Regions from separate parts of the Rattus norvegicus genome. Here region 1 is linked to region 2. The links are chromatin contacts, called in public Hi-C maps. All regions are on one chromosome and are shown on one strand. Each heading gives the region's core, a stretch centred on a gene start, on an enhancer-like site or on the middle of the called end of the contact. The rest is flanking DNA. Distances are from core to core; before and after follow the strand shown.

Region 1 (7,011 bases), core at 3,994-6,493, 97 kb before region 2:
AATGTGTATCATGACACCTTTATAATCAAAGGCAACCAATTTTCGAGAAGAAAAAAAAAACTACAGATATAACAAAAAGCCTTATGCAAACAAACAAACAAAAAAACCAGCAAAGGGGTTGGGGATTTGGCTCAGTGGTAGAGCGCTTACCTAGGAAGCTTACTTAGGAAGGTCCTGGGTTCGGTCCCCAGCCCCGGAAAAAAAAAAGAAAAAAGAAAAAAAAACAGCAAAAAAACAAAAATAAAAATCCAAACAACCCCCCTTGGCCCCCATAGACTAACACGAACATACAGGTAGGTAACGGATTAATAAAGTAATCTGCATTAAGCTGGCTCTCATCCCTGGGACCCTGAACAAGGAAAGACATATGAATACTTGAGAGATACTTGGAAGTTCAGGTCCAAGTTCCCACATAACTTTTTATTACTTCCTAGATTACAATAGGCTTGATTCCTTCTCTACGATACAGAGCTTCTATCTCTTAACGTATATGAACTTGTACCCTGAAGTTCACTGGAAAGGCTGTCAGTCCCTTAGACCTCCCTACCAGTCATTTTGCTAGCATGAGGTGTGATTCTTCAAAATAATTAACAATTACATATAGAATTAAATATATTGTCTTGATAACCGATCCAAATTCAGGTAATGTTAATAATCACCCGGTAAAATTCTAGCCTATTCTGTACACACCATGGATGCCACAGTTTCCCAGCATTTCCCTCAGATGTATGCAGCCAAGTTACATGGAAAAATTTTGCAGCAATTCAGAGCTGCTCTCCCTACAGGATAAACAGCCTAAATCTATCCATTCGAGAAAAAAAAATGTGAACTGCTGACACAGGTTTATAATGCTCTAGAATGCTGACATGCTACGCCATATTACTTTTTCAACTTCATACATAAGGATGTCGAGACACAATGTAGCTCCCTTTAAAGTCCCCTTTTCCCCTTCAGTAAAAATAAATTTGTGAGTTAAAAGTGTTTCCTCTGTTGGGTAGTATTTCATTCTGAAATTTGTCTCATAACCCTAGAATACAGAACAAAACGTGAAAAACAATAAGAAGCCTTCTAGAAATCACCGCGGGAGGAGAGGAGAAAGTCAGAAAAAATATACAAAGCACTCAAAGCTGGATGTGTGGAGGATGCCAGGAGAGGGGGGAGGGGCTCGTGAGAGTCTAGGCAAGCCCTTTGATGATGTCACCCCACATACATAATGTTACAGCAGTCAGCACAGGCCTCCTGCTTTCCTATTGGTGAACAGCGTGTCAGCCGACATCAGAAGATAATCATCATTGGCCAGGCAATTACAACCGGAGCAACTAGCATCCACTGTCTTAGCACAAACCTGGCAGGCTGCAGGAGAGGAGAAGGCACAGCCTGCTTTCCTTCTCAACGAAGTTTATGTCTTCTCTCCAGCCTTTCTGACTTTGCTCCCTCGCTTGCAGCATTTACCGATTGAGTACCTTGTGAGCGAGCACAAGTACTGGCCAGCCAGGTCATAAAAGAACAAAACGTCTATATGGATACTATTAAATCTCAAGGGGTTTCCAGTCTGAAACTGGAACTCCAAAATGTTATTTGGGGCTAAAAGGCAGGCAGTTTTCTCTACCTGATGTTAGAAACTGCACCAGATAATATTACCCAAGATATTTTTAACTGGGAAGCAGTTTCAAGAAAATCACACAGGGATTCTCCAAAGGAATACATATTTACCACTTTGCAGGAAAATTGTAATTGCAGTCTATTCTATAATGAAACTATTTGCTACAAAAGTAAAGTCTACACTGTTTCATATCTAAGCCAGTGAGTATCAGGTTAAACTAAGAAAGCAACAATAAACTTCAGGAGTTTGTCTCAGCCTAGCCAGCAGGAGTTTACACCTAAGACTACTCGAGACCTGGGGCCCCATCCCATGAATGGATGCTGAAGGAACTAAGGTAAGAAAGCATTGTAGGATTGGTTTTTTACCAACTCCTTATTCTGAGTGCTCCTAAATGAGGCTAGTTCCTATATACAGACTAGTGTAATGTAAGGCACCATGCCTGGCTCGCCCACTCCCAGATCTCAGCAGTGGTCAGATGCTGTGGTAACTCAGCTCACTAGAGATTTGTTACAATTAGCAGCTTTGTTTAGATTAGGTCTACCAGATTTTTAAAGAACAGTTGCAAATAAGTTCTCAAAAGACAGGGAGCGCACAGGCTTATCTGCATGTTTCTCTTTCAGAAGCTATTTGAAACCATTCTAAGTGACTAGATCAGGTGAAGATGAGACTTCATGGTTTTCAAGCCCCTCAACTCCCCTCTCAAGAGGGTATATACAAGCTTTTATGATGGCATTCCCGCCTAATGACATGAGAAGAGAACCTTCATTTTGACCAAGACATCTTGGTTGCTGGGGTTTGGGAGAGCGGGTAGGAAAGTTCTAAAATCAGGCTGTGAGGGGACTAGATAATGAAGTAGAAAGGGAACGTGGCTAGGATCAGCAAGGAAGGGACAGGCCTTTCCACTGTAATAAGCAATCCAAAAATATAACGCCAAGGATCAAAAGACCGAAAGGACATACATTCTACAGCGTGACTAGAATAGCATTCAAAACTCTAGCCAAGCATGCTGAACCTCAGGCAGGGATATGAACAGGTAGTGCTGGCGGCAAAACGAACGTTTTAATCGCTGGACTTTGCAAGCATCTGCCACGTATAAAGCACGTTACAAAATGCTTTGCAAACTCAAGACGGGGAAAAAAGACCAGAACCTTGCCCTCATCAGCCTGTGATGCGCTAAGAGACACACACACGTGTAAATATCCACCTTTAAAATAAGAAATAAAAATAATAAGTAAAATAAAATAACGAAAATGCTTTGTCAGGAAGAACAAAAGTACTGTTCAAGAGCTAATAAGCAGTGGTCAAATAGTAACAAGAGAAAAGAAATTAGTGTATTTGGGATATTTCCAGTCCCAATGAGGACCATGGACCTGCCTAGTTCTGACGGCGACTGTCACTTAATTGAGTGTCTGGAGAAAGAGGCGGGAAATGGTCCTGGGGCAGGCACAGAAAGTAGCCTTAAGGAAAAAAACGGGGTGGGGGTGGGGGGCAACAAACAGAGACAGTATGCACCAGGGTGGTGCAGCAGCGAGGGCGGGCAGTGAGTGCCATGCGCCTGCAGAGGCTGGGAAAGCCTACTCCGGAATGGCAGGCCCAACCGGGAGGCAGCAAGCTAGAGACAGCATGTTAGGAAACGCGAGCAGCGGGCTACTAGAGGAAGGCAGAGAAAGGCAGGCTAGAGCCCTGCAAGGGACGGTGACAAACAGTCTCAGAGAAGACCGGAGCCCTAGGCTGGCAAGCTGAGCTCAGGTCACCGCCCTCCAAACCCCTAGCGGAAGTGCACCTCCAAGCCCCCTGAACGCCAGCCCGAGGGGGCTGGGCTTCCTGCAGCGCTCCGGCGTCCCAATGGCCGCCCCCTTACAGGGCGATCCAGACTCCCCGCGGGTGCAATCCCGCCCCGGACCCGGGCCTGCGCCCTCGGCCTCGGCTTCCTGGAGGACGCGGGCGACCGCACCAAGGTGGCTCTGGGGTTCGGGGCTTCAGGCAGGCAGCCGCCATGCTACAGCCCAAACTCGCGCGCCCCGGAGTCTTGGCTCCGCCCGGTCGCCGCCGTAAACCGCCCAGGGGCCCAACTCGCAAGCTGAAGGCCAAGGGTGGGCGCGCGCCCGGCGGGCGGGAAGGGGCGGGAGCCGCCAGCTCCGGACCCGGCTGGGGAAGGCGAACTCCCGGCCTCCGCCTCCCGCAACTCCCCGGGCGGCTGCCACCACCCGCCCCAGCCCGGGAGCGCCGGCGTCTCCGGTTTCCCATTGATGAATGGAGGGAGGGAAGGCAGGTCGCGAGCGCCCTCGCACGCGGCAGCGGAACCTCCCCGAGTCCGGAAGCCCCCCGAGGGCCGGCCGCTGCGCAGAGGGGGTGGTGGGGTGGGGGTGGGGAGGTCGTGGGGCTCGCACTAAACCAGAGGGAAAGGTCTCCAACACTGCTCAGTCTACGGGAAGGAGGGAGCTCCCTTCTTAAATATTGCAAGGTGACACTGGATCGCCTCCCACACAGGGATTTTTTTTCAAGACTGACAGGAGGAACTCAGTAAACAAGATGTTTTCCAGCATTCGAAGTTCTGGGGAAAGACCTCCAAGACTGCCGGGCAAGAGCCTCCTAGTACCTAAACTGGCGCTCCGCACAGACAAGCGTGTCCAAAAGGCGTTTCCTTTACACAGAAACTTAATAATGGCGTGGCTCCACTTGCTCCGGTTCATTCATTTTTATTGCAGTTTTCATTGTCCCCTCCTCCCCGATGTCTTTATGAAACCGGAAAGTAATCTGAGTGGGGAAGGGGTCCAGGACCCTTGGGCATCTATGGCTGGAGGCGGCAGTCAAGGGAGGGCAGTAAAGTGGAAGAACTACAAGGAGAAAGGAAGGACACGAGGGATGGGGAGAGGGAAAGGACCAGAGAGAGGCGGGCTGAAGAGGGTTAAAGGGAGAGAAGACCCGGTCCTCCCTCCACAGCCTTGCACGCTCCAGTTGCGGGAGGCCAAGCAGAACCCCCAAATCTAAGCGAAAGCAGGGAGACAGACAGCACAGGTGGGGTAGCTGGATTGTAACATGCCTCCGTCCTCCGTAAATCATTCCAAGTACACATATTATACGTTCTACGTTATATAATCTACACAAAGATGCCCGCGTGGCCGCAGCTCACACAGGGCACCCCCAAAACACACGCTTCATGCAGCCTCAGAGTCTCCTGCAGACATGAGACCCTAGAACTCCGCGATCTGCTGGCTACCGCCGGCAATCCATCGCTCCGCTCACGCTCAGACTGGGAATACCGACATTAATGCACTCCCGGGGACAGTATCACGCGAAAGCATCACCTACCAGTTTTCCTGCATCCATTGGATGGCTTCATTCTCGTTGAACTGCTTCTCGAATTCATATTCTTGTAAAGTCAACACTGACATGTTCATTGGGGCTGATCTTCGGAGTCGCTACGTGTTCTCTATACAAAATAAAAAAATCTGTAAAGAGCCTTTTATTTTGAGTGCTCTCCTGTCTGCTTCCCCCACCCACCCCCCTAGGTATTGCCCCGCCGTCAGTCTCCTGGCCGATCTCTCTCCCAGCCTCAGCTACATCCAGGGTTGAGCATTGCCTGCGCCTCGGCTCCCAGCTCCTAGCTCAGGGGCTCTCCTCCCAGCGTCCGCATCCACCGTAGGAGGAAATGAATGCCTTGCGGTCTTAGTGCCCGCACGTTTGTCCATCACGCTTTTTACTCGTCTACAGGGAAATCTCCTCCCCCTCGTGCGATCCGGAAAATTAACCCTTTGCGCGAGAGGGCGCAGAAGAGCAAGACCTCCCCTCGCCCTGGGGGACAGTTTTGTTTACAAGAAGGTGGTCAGTGGACTGGGGGAAGGGCGCCAAGAGGGAGGAAGTGGCCTTGAGGTCATCCATCAGCCCATTTACCACCTCGTGGGCCTCCCTGCCTGGCCTTTGAATGAAGTTTCAGCGTGCGAGGCGCAGCCGGGAGGCCCGTGGACCCGAAATCTTGGCGAGTAAACGATTGGGAAATAGTAGAACCTGCCAGGCCTCTGGCATGAGAACTCCAGGCAAATGAATGAGAGGGTCACGTCGTACGAGCTCTCTCCTCACCCCCTCGACCCCGCAGCACTTTCTGAGACCACCTCTACCGGGCAGCTTAGGCGTGGATTTACCTTGACCACAGGGCCAGGTGGCCCGCGGAACCTTAAGGTCGTGTGCAGATAGGATCCTGAGGAAGATGACTTGGGAAGTCAAGGGTGACTGGAAGGCAGACGTGGAAGGGCAAGAAAGAGTTAGATGGAGGGTTTGGCTACCTGGAGGGGATATTATTGAACAATGGAGGAAAGGAATTTAGCATACAGAATTAGACCTACTGGTCTAATACCAAAACCTGTATGAGTTACTTTAGTTCTGCCTTATTCTTGTGAAATTAGGAAGAACAAATTAATGTAGGAGAGGGGTGAACGTAATGCTGATCCCGCTGAACACCAGCTCACAGCAATATCGTTTTAACCTTACCTTTCCCAAACACTCCTCTTATTTTCCCGGGAATGGTATTTTCATTTCCTAAAGGAAGAACGAAGTGAGAGCAATATGGCAACCTACTAGTTTATATTTTTAAAGTTTGTGATTTTTCAAGATGGATTTTTTTTATCTTGTTTTTTTTTTTTTTTTGGTTCTTTTTTTCGGAGCTGGGGTCGGAACCCAGGGCCTTGCGCTTCCTAGGTAAGCGCTCTACCACTGAGCTAAGTCCCCAACCCTTTTTTTTTTTTTTTTTTAAATGTTTTTGGTTTTTCTGTGTAGCCCTGGTTGTCCTGGAACTGGTTCTGTAGACCAGGCTGGTTTCAGACTCAGAGATCCGCCTGCCTCTTCCTCACTCACAAGTTCTGGGATAAAGGCCTGAGCCACCACAGCCCAGCTAATAACCTACTTAGTTTAAAAATATGTACATTAGAACCAGAAAGAAATTATCCTCTATGGTGTACATTTCCCCACATACCAACTAAAATGAAGAGTAAGCACTTCATTCAGAGTTAGATTAATCCCAGCAAGACATTGGAGGCTGAGGCAGGAAGATTGGTGCTAGTAAAATTGCCAGAAATTCAAGGTGAGACTGAACTTCACAGTGACATCCTTGCCCCACCCCCCAGTCTAAAGCGGGGGACAGGGGAGAGAATACCCCTAATCCTAATACAATCTGGAGTCAAAAGCATGTGGATCTTTGTGAGTTTGAGACTAGCCTGGTCTAGTAACAAGATCCGGGTCAGCCAGGGATACAGAATGACGCCTGGAGTTTTTATGTCATTGGATTTTTGTCTTTTTGAGACAGGGTTCTCTGAGTATCCCTGGCTATCCTGGAAATTGCTCTGTAGACCAATGTCGCCTCCAACTCCTAGATCTGCCTGCCTCTGCCCCCCTGGTGCTGGAATTAAAGGGGT
Region 2 (7,283 bases), core at 2,993-5,492:
TCGGGCTGGCACAGCGGAAGCCAGCGCCATCTTGTGATGGCAAATGTTATTGCAGCTTTCCACAACAGTGACAGTACCATCGACCACAGTGGCACTGTGGGTGATGATGTCCAACTTGATGGAGCATTTTATTTTTTATCCCATTAATTTATTTATTCCCTTTACATCTTGATAGCAGGCCCCCCTCTCCACCTAGTGCTCCCCCCATGCGGCCCCTTCCCCACCCCTCCCCTTCACCTCTGAGAAGGGGGAGGTGCTCCCTGGGTACCAACCTGCCTGAGCATTTTCTATATACATTTTCTTTTCTATTTCTTTTTCTTTTTCTTCTTTTTTTAAATTGAGCAGTAGCCAAATGCATGTTTTCTGATTGGGGTAGAGTGGGGTGAGGGCAGGGGTGGCATGTACCCCGAGTCACCCAGAGAAATATCGAACCACCTGAAGCACCGTTCACAAAATGTCCATTGTCTGAACAGTCTCTTCTAGCACCTCGAACTCCAGAGGGGTGACTTTCTCGGAGAGGACAGCGGTAGTGCCTTTCTCACACCTGTACCGGCCAAGCCTGGTCCCTTTCTTGTTGGGCACTGAGTATGGATGGAGAGAAGTCCAGCTTGCCCTTGCTGGTAACACACAGATCAATATTGCTTCCAGACCCCAAGTCATTAAAGATGCCAGCTGCAATGCCTCGCTCACTAGCTTCTTGGCTTTGTCCTCCTCCATATCTGGCCTAAACTTATCTTCAAAAGCAGCCATTGCTGCCAAGGAGCCAGAACCCATGGTGACATAAGCAATTTATCAGTTGATCCATGAGGACAGGTGCTGTAGAGATGAGGTCCAGTACTGTCTACTACCCCCAAAACTAGGGCTGCACCATGTAATTGTGATACCTGAAAAGCATCTGCTTCAGCATCCCATTCTCTGTAACAACTCTCTGAAGGCGGCCAGTGGTGAGAAAGTGGAGCTCCAAGTTAGAAGAAATAAGCTGGGTTGTCATGTCTGTGTCTGCAGCTGTCCCAGCACCACAGCAATAAATATTAGGAAATATGAAGTAAATTTTTGAAGCGTTTTTGTCAGCAACAACCATCCCTTCAGTTGCCATTGTGTCTGCTCCAAGAACTGTGCCATCCTTATAGACCACCCCGGGGATGGTAGTGCCAGTTTTCCAAGCTTTCGGAAGTTTGACCCCCCCCCCTTTTTTTTTTCAAAATCAGCTTTCAAGATGCATTCCTGTGGCAATTATCAAAAGAAAAGCCTCCAAGCAGTGGCTGATGTAGTGCCATATTGGATTTGGGCCTGGCCGCTTTGTAACTGCATGGCCACAGTAAAAGTTATGGGATTGTTGGACAGAGGCCTCTCCCATGTATTTACGGCACAGGAAGAAAAGACCAAGTAGTAAACACCCGATATCTCCACTGCATGACCTCTGCTGAGCCCGGCTGATGCATGTGGAACTGACACACCTGGACCACACCTGGGTGGTGGTCAATTTACCTCTGCCTTTTACTTCCTCAGCCTTTATCCTTGAGATTTAGGCTGGTCTTCTCGGATTTCTCCGTAATTAATTCAGGTCTCGTAGTTGGTCTTTTGTTACCGAAGTCATGAGCCAGGTAGTCACGAGCCAGGGTTTCCCACTGTGCTTCCCAGACATTTTCTACCTGAAGACTTGGGTATATAAGTGGTGAATAAAGCTACAGGAGTCTCTCACTCTTCCTCCTCACTCTCACTATTCCTCTCACTCTCACTCTTCTTCCTCACTCTCACTCTTCTTCCTCACTCTCACTCTTCCTTCCGCTCTTCCTCTCTCTCTCTCTCTCTCTCTCTCTCTCTCTTCCTCTCCTGGCTTGACACGATAACCTCTGTGTGTGTGTGTGTTTCTTTCATCCCGTAGGCTTTCGCCCGATTCTCGGTACCAGGTCGGTGCTGGCGCCGACAGGCTGAAACATTGACACAGCCGCCATCTTCCCAAGAAAACCTACACATTTTCTGGAACCTCTGCCTGAGTGCACACTCAATTCTGTATTTGTGGGGGAGTGGGAGAGACAATCTCCTTTAGATGTACCTACTGAGAGTTCTGCCGAGGTTTGTTTTCATGGTCTTAACTGTGTTTAGATGACCGTTCCCTCATTCATCAGTTTTACCTCTTATTTAGAGACAGGTGCTTCCTTTTAAAAATGCTTTCATAGTTTGATTTGGTTGGTACAAAACAGCAGTGGGCAGCAAGTGACTACGGTTCAAAGGGACTGTATCTGTCAGTGTGGGATGTGCAGTAGACCGTGATAGCCCTAGAGGGATGCATGCAAAATACACCTGAGGCAACCAGTAAGAGAGACAATAGAAACTATCAACTGCGTGGGTAAAAAAAAGCAAACTGTGTAATCACCTCTTCCTTGTTCTCACAAGGAAGTGAACACTTGGGTGTGTACCTATCCTGCAAATGGTGGTTGATTACACAGGGTCTGAGGTAGGATTGATGTGTGCCGTGTTACAGGGGGGAGGACACAGGCCAAGATTTGTAAAGGAATAAGCCATTGTTTCTCTCTCTCTCTCTCTCCCTCTCTCTCTCTCTCTCTCTCTCTCTCTCTCTCTCTCTCTCCCTCTCTCTCTCTCTCTCTCTCTGTGTATGTTTGAACAAGGTTTCATATAGTCCAGGTTGGCCTTGAACTCTATACTTGAAACTGGCTGTGAACTTCTGATCCTCCTGCCCTACCTCCCAATTGCAAAGATCACCCGTGTGAGTCACGATGACCAGCTCCTGATCTATTAATTTTGACTCTGCATTTATATTCAACTTAACTACTGAATAATGAATTGTATTCATTTCTTTCAAAAATCATCTAAGGGGGATGGAGAGATGGCTCAGTGGTTAAGAGCCTTGGCTGCTCTTCCAGAGGTCCTGAGTTCAAATCCCAGCAACCACATGGTGGCTCACAGCCATCAGTAATGGGATCCGATGCCCTCTTCTGGTGTCTGAAGATAGCTACAGTGTAAGTTATCTAAGGATGGAAGGGAGGTGGGGAAGAACTGGAAGGGGTAAATAGAGGGGAAACTATATTCAGATTACACTGTATGAGAATAGAATCTATGTTTAATTAAAGGAGGGAAATCAATTTAAATTAAATCTAACTCATTGTATAATCTATGGGTTCTATCTAACCGTTTTGTCTTCTTGTTCTAATAAAGAGCTCATTTATCAACAAAATGAAAGAAATCAGCCGGGAGGTGGTGGCACACACCTTTAATTTCAGCTCTCAGGAGGCAGAAGAAGGTGGATCTTTGAGTTCAAGGTCAGCCTGGTCTACAGAGTGAGTGAGTTCCAGGACAGTCAAAACTATGCAGAGAAACCCTGTCTCAACAAAACAGAACAATAAACAAATAACCAATAGAGAAGTTAAGATGTACGATAGAGATCAATTATTTTAAGAATGTAAATGTATAGTTAAACTGTCTGTCTTACACAACAGGAAGTTTTTTTTTTTTCCTCTCCTCAGGGAAAGCAGAGCTCCTGAAACAGAGGAGCAAAATCCTTTATGTATTTCTCATCAAGTTGCTGACATTTGCAGCCCAATTTCGATTTCAGTCATTTAAACAGGCTTACTGGTTTATGTGGGGCACATTTTAAACAATAGCCCTGGCAGTTTGAAATAGGCGATGTCAACACTGCACTGAATTGTTTCAGAGGTTTGTTTTCTCTAGCTGATTGTTTTGTTGAAGCAGCAAAGATAAGTTGGGCCCAGCATCAACATTGAAACCAGTTCAATCAGGATCTTGGCAATGCCCCTGCTCACACCATCCTGGGCTCCGTGTCTGCATGTGAGGGAGGCATGCACATAGAATGCCTCTGGCCAAAGAGAGAGGTCACCCAGAGCCTGGTGCAAGAGCCTGTGTCCTTTACTCCCTCTGGGTTGATGGTGTGGGGGGTGGCGTTCACCATGCTCATGAGAAAACTGATGGTGTCAGCATCTATTTAGTTCTGAGATCCCATCCCTAGGAGAGTAATGAGCAGACCAGCATTCTGAAAATGTACAAGGAATTGCATGAATAATTATTCAGCCGAACAGGAGAAATACGTATTCACACATTTGCATGATGTGTGCTTAAGCTAGGTGAGCCCGGCTGCAAGAAATGATTGACAGCCGCTTTCTCAGAACTCTCCCTTGTTTGGTGGTGACATTCTCTTCAGTGTGTACCAGTGACATGCTGCCCAAACCTCTCTGGAAGACCTTCCCCGCTCCCTCCCTTCCCTCCTCCCTCCCTCCCTCCTTGCTTGCTTTCCCCTCCATTTTTGTGTTTGCTCGCACATGTGTGCACTGCACTGAAGGTAAAAGATAATGTTCAACTTTTTTTCTCTCTCACCCCCTCCCCCTCCTCCCTCCTTTTATCAAACTGAACTTTCTCCTAGGCTAGTTTTCTGCAATGGTCCTCTAATTCCAACTACCGGAAAAGCTGAGGCAGTAAAAATTCAAAGCCTGACCTGACTGGACTTCAGAGTTACCTAAGACCAGCCTGGACATGTTAGTAAGACCCTGGCTCAAAATGGAAAGTAAAAAGAGGTTTGTGATGTAACTCAGTGGTAGAGCATTTGGCCAAGGTCTTTCTTCAGTCCCTAGTCCTGAAGAAAGGTTCTAAATATAGCTCCTGTCCCTCCTTTTCCGCCTGCCAAACCTTATGCACCACATTTTTTCTTATCTCTGCTAAAGGCAACTCCATTCTCCCAGATTCTCAGCCCCAAACTTTGAATCATCCTCCTGTCTTTGTTTGTTTGAGACAGGGTCTCTCTACTTACCTCTGGCTGTCTTAGAACTTACCGTGTACACCAGACTGGCCCGAGACTCACAGAGATCCTCCTGCCTCTACTTCTGGCTTCAGTGCCCACTTCACCCTTGTATCTTCCTCCACGCACTCACATCCAAGTAATGGCAGTCCGGTCACTCTCATCTCCTGCACTGCTGTCTTTCCCATCGGTGATTACTGAACTAGCCCAGGTGCTCCCCCTGCCTCTGGTTCTCCCCCTCTTCTCTCAATTGCATTGCTAGAATAATTCTGGAAAAATGACTCAAAGGGTTATTCCTTTAAGATGCATGACAAAGCACTTCTGAGTACAATTATAAGGCATTTGGGATTTAGTTTTACAGACCAGTGCAAGAATCATTGGTCTTATTGTCACAAAGGTCAATCACTTCTCCAGCCTGGATTTAGCATATTCAAGGGTGAGTGGGAATGTAGTGAGCCATATTGGATTTGGGTCTGGCCATTTTGTGACTGTATAGCTCAAAGTGGCTACGTGACTCTTGGCCACACATACTCCTCTAAGAGCCTCTCCCATGAATTATGGCACAGGAAGATAACATTCATGGGATGCTTCAGCCTAAGCAAAAATCAGTTATCTCCACAGTCAACACCTGGTGTCTCCACCACCTGACCTCATCGCCTGACCTCTTTGCCTCCAGCTATCACTGCCTATACCCTCATCTCCCCCTCCTTCAAGTTTCACAAAGGTCACTCCCCCTACTTGAAAGCCTTAAAAACTGTAACGTTCATCCCAATAAAGGAGACCTTGACAATAGAATCATGCTTGGTCTCTTTCTCTCGCTCCCTATTAGGCCCAAGGGTAGCGCCCCTTCGGAACCCTGAATAACTGGGTCCCCGCTGGCGGGGGCATGGGAAGTCAACCAGTTGTCCCTTTCTCTAGCTCAGGATATCCCAGCTTCTTGATTGATAGATGTTGGTTTGGGTTTAAAAATATCCCCTCCCTACTCTGCCTCCTTCCTTGCTCCCACCTTTCCTCTGTCTGTCTGCCTTCCTTTATTTCTTCCTTCCCTCTCTTTCTCCAGCTCTCTTTGAGACAGGATCTTACTCTATTCCAGGCTGGCCTCAAACTCACAGTGATCCTCCTGTCTTGGCCTTCAGTAAACCATGATATGAGTATGTGAAAATGTCATGGAGAAGGTCATTCACTGTTCGGGGCTGTTGTAGACATGAACTCACGAGCAGCTGTAACTGCCTGTGGAAAACCTGCACAAGATCTAAGCCAGCTAAATCCCCAGCATGGATGGGAAGGAGCTCACAAAATCCCTCCCCCATCAGAGGAGCTATTCGCAATTGAGAGTTTTCACAGTATGTCATGTTGCCCGCCAATCGAGAATATTGAGAGGGACAGGGGCAATTAGACTGATAAAGTAAAAACGATCTGGCAGTGGGTAAGAAAATGACATCTGGATGCTGGTCTTCAGGAAGAAGACAAAAGAAGACAATTATCTAGATGGCTGTCCTATATAGGTAGTATGCTTAGGGGAGAGAGATGGTTTTCTTCAGGATATGTGGTCCAAGTTCCAGCTCCAGGGGATGGTTCAGCACTCACACACACAAAGTGGCAGCACTAAGCAGACTCTCAGTGGGCTAAAACGAATAATAATTACAAGGACGTGGGAGGAAAGAGTGGTGGGCAGCGTGTGGGGGGAGCAGCAGGAGAGGAGGTGAAGGCTATAAGATCAACACACATCATATGTACTTATGAAATTATTTTCTGATTGTTTTTGAGACAGGGTATCTCTGTGTACAGTCCTGGCTTGTCCTGGAACACTCTCTCTAGACTAGGCTGGCCTCAAACTCACAGAGATCTGCCTGCCTCTGCCACCGAAGTGCTGGAATTAAAGGCATGTGAAATTCTTGTACAATAATTGTTTTTTTAAAAGAAAGTCAGACTGGAGAGAGATTGGCTCAGAGGTTAAGAGCACCGGTTGCTTTTCCAGAGGATCCTGGTTCAATCCTCTCCCAGAGGGCCTGTCACCCTTACACAGGCATACATGAAGGCAAAACATCAGTATATATAAAATGAATAAATCTTAAAGAAATAAGAAAAAAGTCATTGTGTTAAGAACAAAACAACTAAAAAAGCTGGGAAAATACCGGTAGCCATCAAAGCTGGATAGTTGTGTGGAGACTTATTGCCTCATTATTAATATTTTGTGTTTAAAATATCCACAATGACTGTTTTTTAATGAAAGGGGGGATTTGGGTGAGTGGGGAGGATTTGGGAGCAGTTAGGGGAGGGAGACAATAACTACATTATAGGGAAAAGTCCATTTTCAACAACAACAAAAAAATGTGCACAATGAAAAGATTTTCTTTTAAAAAATATGAACCAGCCTTTTGCTCACACTGTTTGGATGAAAGGGTGGAATCCTTTCTCCTCTCTATCCACTGAGTGTATTTCCTGAGCATCTGCTGTAAGGAAACCAACAGAACAGCCCATGTGGCCTGTCCTTGTAGTTTCTGTCTTAAAGTCT

Evidence for each region. Hi-C and Micro-C count contacts between places; a contact is called where the count stands out from the background.
Region 1: a contact with region 2 is called in a Hi-C map of liver, with 3 times the contacts expected there. The contact joins the promoter of Elovl6 here to the enhancer-like site in region 2. A contact is called at or near these places in 6 of 12 Hi-C or Micro-C datasets (the A7r5 cell line, Schwann cells, hepatocytes and 2 more).

What each region holds. Positions count from the first base shown.
Region 1 is chr2:220,736,327-220,743,337 of GRCr8, reverse strand. Elovl6 (ELOVL fatty acid elongase 6) reads right to left here and starts at 5,243. Exons shown (of 5, transcript NM_134383.3): 1 at 5,187-5,243; 2 at 4,916-5,036. The coding sequence starts at 5,004.
Region 2 is chr2:220,638,205-220,645,487 of GRCr8, reverse strand. It overlaps the pseudogene Psmb7-ps1. Among named protein-coding and RNA genes, the nearest start is that of Dcm5, 34 kb to the left of the region's middle. Within about 2 kb of position 4,242, at least 2 of the 93 cell types and tissues checked have an H3K27ac peak or open chromatin away from gene starts, as enhancers often do. A contact at or near this core is called in hepatocytes and liver, where this site is marked.